Regions from separate parts of the Arachis hypogaea genome. Here region 1 is linked to region 2. A link is a contact called in public Hi-C data. All regions are on one chromosome and are shown on one strand. Each heading gives the region's core, a stretch centred on a gene start, on an enhancer-like site or on the middle of the called end of the contact. The rest is flanking DNA. Distances are from core to core; before and after follow the strand shown.

The links. Hi-C and Micro-C count contacts between places; a contact is called where the count stands out from the background.
Region 1: a Hi-C map of leaf shows a contact between it and region 2, with 4 times the contacts expected there. The contact joins the promoter of LOC112732834 here to the promoter of LOC112732816 in region 2. A contact is called at or near these places in 2 of 8 Hi-C or Micro-C datasets (both in leaf).

What each region holds. Positions count from the first base shown.
Region 1 is chr13:115,907,442-115,910,312 of arahy.Tifrunner.gnm2.J5K5, reverse strand. It overlaps LOC112732834 (gamma carbonic anhydrase-like 2, mitochondrial), which reads right to left and starts at 1,446. Exons shown (of 2, transcript XM_025781644.3): 1 at 906-1,446. The coding sequence starts at 1,296.
Region 2 is chr13:115,466,131-115,468,860 of arahy.Tifrunner.gnm2.J5K5, reverse strand. LOC112732816 (bifunctional UDP-glucose 4-epimerase and UDP-xylose 4-epimerase 1) reads right to left here and starts at 1,281. Exons shown (of 9, transcript XM_025781617.2): 1 at 606-1,281; 2 at 453-502; 3 at 222-357. The coding sequence starts at 800.

The DNA.
Region 1 (2,871 bases), core at 197-2,696, 440 kb before region 2:
CGTCCCTGCTAAAAGCAAATTAATGGCTTTATACTAGAAGCTCATATCTATCGAGGCACAGGTAACCATCCAATTGTACTCCAGCTTCTCGAGTTAAATGACACAGTGACACAATAGTTGAGAAAGGGAAGAAAGCAATTGGAAACGGTTGAAAATGACCAGAAAACTGAACCATTCATCAATTTACTATTAGAAGTTAAGAATCCATTAAATCGTGAAACAAAAAGAATAAATCAAAGGCTAGCTAATAATATATGATGATTATGTGCCAACACTAAGAGATTTGAAAACAGATTATCAAATGAACTCATTTAAGCTAGTTTATCTTTCACCATTGCAATATGGCATTACAAGTGTTGCAGAGGACATAACATCAAGCATATTTACAAGTTAAAGGCTTACATCACGCAAGATCCGATATAAAAATATGAAGCACAGACAAGTATGAAGGATAAGGATATAATGCGAATAAAACAATGTATAAAAATCTTAGGACGCAATTCAGCTGCAAGACATTATATTAGGTGAATTATGATTTCAATTTTGGCATAAACTGTGGCGAACATGCTAAAATACACAATCTTGATTGTTGTAGAATTTTCATATACATATACATAGGCATAACATTAAAAAAATAAAATAAAAAGGCGAAAAATCCAATTAATAGGATAAAACATTTCCAAAGCATGAATTTTATGAATCTAAACCCCTAGAAACTAGCATGTGGCTACCTGCTCAGAAAGAAACCACCTGCTCAAATAAATGAACAATTTGCAACGCCAAAACAAAACTCCCGCTGTTTGATGTTATATTTCATCAGAAAGCAAACAAACTCAACGAAAATTACAAGCTATTGTAACGGTAATAACCTAACAGAAAAATATAAAGGGGGAAAATAACCTAACCTGTGGGAGAAGACCAAGCAGCGTGAAGGACGCAGCGCTCCTGAATGTTGGAACAGAATCCAACAGTGATCTTGTTGAGATCGCCGCGGAGGACGGCGCCGGGCCAGACGGAAGCAGCGTCCCAGACAGTGACTTGTCCGGCGAGGACGACATTGGGTGCCACGTAGGCATCGACAGCGACCTTCGGGAGCCACTGACCCAGCGGGATTATCTTCCTTTGCCCTCTGTAGTCCCAATTCACCCGATCCGGCGATGCAGTTATCGAATTGGGAGCTTGCGTCGCAAAAGCGCGCTCAGCTGTGTGCAGCAGCTGTGGCGATTCCACGTGGCGGTTTGCTATTGTGTGAGCACTCCTTAGGGCTCTTCTAGAGAAGCGTGCTAGACTCGCCATGAGACACAGTGAAAGAGAGAACTGTGATGGTGAAACAGTGAGTGTGGAATCGGAGATGGTGGGTGTGAGACGACAACAGAGAGTGAGGGAAGGGGGAATGTGTCTCTGGACTATCCAAGAGAACCCGGGTATTTTAAGCCCAATATATGATTTACTGGTTTCACAAGTTGGGCTAACAATTTTAGCCCGGTCCAATTGCTTGTTTACTCTTACACTACATTCTTTTTATTATTTTTTTCAATAATTTGTATAGTGATATTAATTTTGAAAAAAAAATGATAAATACTAATATCCTAAGTTTTATAGGAATATTTTGCTATATAAAACTCCATAATAAATAACTAAAATATTAATCTATATCTATCTATATTAAATTATTAATAAAAAAAATTTACTAAATAATCATATTTCGATGTCTAATATGTTCTACAACTTCCTTAAACGGAATTTTTTTTCTAAAATAAAATAAAAAAATTTTGTTTATATCATGGTCCATTACAAGAGTCAGACTCAAAATGATTAAAAGTTCAATCAACACTCTATAGAGCAAGAATTCATATCTATACCGTGGTCTACCCGACCTGAAAGAGGTCGAACATAGCATATGGGTTTAACCCTACTTGTTTAAATAAATAACTAACTCTTATATATTTTCTTACTGATTTAGAAAGGATATCTACACAACTCCTAGATAAAAGGGAGAAAATAACTACTAAGATAAGTGGATAAGCTACCAAACAAGCAACGGATTGAAGGAGAGGACTCGACTCAAGATCTCGACTATACGTATAGAGCTTTTCGTTTCACTACGTTCAACTTATTCCACTTGTTTGGATAACTTATCCCAAGGAGTGAAGCTACAATAGACCCAACCCTATTCATAAAGATAATTTATTTTCCCTACTATTATAAGTACCTTGACACCTTCAGGTATTTTTCGAACTCCAATCTACTAAAATCCTGCCTAAAATTCTTGTTAATTTGAGCATCAGAGTTTCTTGCAGGTTATCCCACCATCCTCTCTAAAGAGCTCGGACAACAACCCCTTACTAAGGAGACATAGGAGTATCTCATTTCAAAAGAAGTCTGGACCTCACGTTCAGACTCAGATCACATTGATTCTAGGTAAACCTAGGAACATTGGCGTCATTATCGGGGACCTGAAAGTCTATACCCAACCATGGCGGACAACCATCCTAAAGATGGACATACTGTATCAGAATCAGAACCTGATCAACACAATGACGATCATGCAATTGTCATACCCCTGTTCCGTAAAGCATGTTTAGAAATTTAAAACTTTCCTACTGAAGCAGCAATCATGGGGCTCGTTAATGGCCTCAAGGAAAGTCTCTTCTCACAATTCATTTCAAAGAGACATCCGACCTCTTTGTATAAGGTTTAGGAGCGAGCTGAAAAATATATCAATATGGAACAAACTGCACAATTAAGAAGACTTACCTCTAAAAAAATCAGTATCAACTTTGGGAAAAAGAGAAGGAGACCAAGAAAAAATAATACAATAACTCAGACAAACCCAGAAGATATCACTCTTACAGTCCTCTATAGGTCTCA
Region 2 (2,730 bases), core at 32-2,531:
TCCTGAACTAATCAATCCCATAAAAGTAAATTTTAGGAACTGGGTTGGTACTTTTTTGTCTTAGTCTTTTCGAGATAATTGTCACAGTCGGGTTAAGTATTCACTCAAAAAAAAATAATGCCGACTTTAATGATTCCTCTCCATCTTAATCCAAAGACTGACCTCACTTAGCTTGTATTCATTTCTATCCCAATTTGTTCCAAAGAAAATAGAAGACGCACCTTTTTGCAATTATACTTGGCCATAACTTCATATAGATTGATGGTTCCAACCAGATTGAAATCAAAATAGCGACGAGGCTTGGCAACGCTTTCTCCAACAGCTTTAAGAGCAGCAAAGTGGATAACAGCATCAAACCTGTTACATATGAAAAATGAAAAACAACGCTTCCACATATATTTTCGAAGAAAAACATCACAAAAACAGAGTCTGAATTCTAATGTTTCACTAACTTTGTTTTGGAGAAGAGTTTCTCCAAGTCATCCTTATTCCTGAGATCGCCCTGCGAAAAAGGAAGGAAAGGAAACATAAAAATTCAATTGAAGGCAACGCAGATTCAAAAAAAAGAGCGTTGCTCGAAGAAAACGATTGAAATTGGAACATACGAGGTTGAATTCGAGGTTCTGAGAGAGGTGAGGACCGACGAGCTCTCTGACCCGGTCAACAGCTTCCATGACGGAATTGTCGAGATTGTCAATGATTGAAACCCTAAAACCTCCCTTGAGGAGTTGAACCACAGTGTGAGTGCCGATGAAACCGGCACCACCGGTCACCAGTATCGTTTGATTGGACGACACCATAGTCTCTCGGAAAGAGAGAAGAAAGTGTTTTACTGTTTTGAGCGAACAGAGAGTGATTAATGAGAGCGATGGAAAAGAGAGAGAATGCGATTGAGGTGTGAGAAGGAGGAGTACGGGTTGTTTATAAAGGATAAGTAATGGGTACAGGAATCTTTAATGTGTGAAAAACAGTTTCTATTGTGTTCCCTGTATCCCTATTAATCCGTTTGATTAGTTTGGTTTGGCGCCTCTTTTTTCATCGTCTTTTCTTTTCTTTTCTGGTTTGTAATGCAATTCAGTTTAGGCTTTGCGGATTGGGTTTACACGTCAGGTCCCACTATTAAGTGCGATTCATTAATGAACTGGGACTACAATCACACTCCCATTCCCATTGGGATCGCTCAATTACAGCTGCACAACGCAAAAGCTTAGGATTACGTTAGATGTGTTGTGATAAGAATAAAAGTGGATATCTATTAAACGGTTCGATCTTTTTTATGATAAAAATCATGTTATTAAGAGAATTTTATTAAATGAGGGTTGAAAAATAAATATTTTATATATTTATAAATAGGATATGATTTGAGATTATATACACATGAATAATCAATAATAATTCCTTTTTTTTATATTGTTTATACACAATTTTTTTTTTTTTCATATGTTACTAATATAATAATAGTTAATATATAAGTTACTTTTATTATTATAGTGAGATAATTATATTGGTAAATATTAATATTAGAGTCTTTTTTTTATATCTTATTTATTTATTTATTTTACAACACGTTATCAGCACGAGACTCTGATCAAATTTTAGAAAGACTCGAGGTAATAAATTTTCATTATGTCGAAGTTCTCTCATCTTGAATTTAATGCTCTTGATATATCTAGAAACAATTATTTATCATAGATACTAGATGCTGAAATCCATTTTGATTCAATGGATCTTGAAGATACTATTAAGGCTGAAAATAATGTATTCCAAAAGGATAAAGCCAAGGCCATTGAAAAATGAATATCTTACAATAAAAGATCCTGCAGATCTATGGGAAGACCTTGAAGAAAGGTATAATCATAAAATGACGGTGATACTTCCTCAAACCTGATATGAATGGACGCACTTGCGTCAACAGGATTTTAAATCCATAAATGATAAATGAATATAATTCAGCAATGTTTCGAATCACCTCACGAATGAAATTATATGGGGAAAGGATATCTAATAATGATATGTTAGAGAAAACTTTCTCGACCTTCTATGCCTCGAATGTGCTCCTGCAGCAGCAATATCGATAAAAAGGATTTAAAAAGTATTTTGAGTTAATTTCTTGACATTTTGTTGCTCGATGAATTACTTTTAAGGAATCATGAAGTGCGTCCAGTTGGCGCCGTCCCATTTCCTGAAGCAAATGCGGCAAATCATTACCCCCGAAGAGGTATGTGGCAAGGTTTTGGTAGCAAAAAAAATTATGGAAGGAAAAAGAATTATATTCACAAGAAATGATCTCACCAGAAGTGGGATAAAGAAAGAAACAATGGACAAAAATAAATCAATTGAGGATCCTGAAGAAAATATTAGCTATTTAATCAATGATGGAATAGTTTAATACGTGAATTTGTTAAGTATTCATGTAAATAAATAATAAACTTTTTGTTAAGTTTTATTTTTATGCATCTGAATTTCAAATATGATATTTATGAATTTCAAAATTATTGAATGTGTATTTCTACTCATTTTATTATTATTTATCTTTGAAAAAAATGGCAAGGATATATAATGAGGATGTATGCCTTGTGGATAGTGCAAGTTCGCACACGATTCTTAAAAGTAATATATATTTTACCCATCTTGTGCTAAAAGAAGAATATGTTAATACTATTATTGGCTCAGGCAATGTGATAGAAGGCTCCAGAAGAGCTATAATTTTGTTTCCTGGAGGAACAAAAT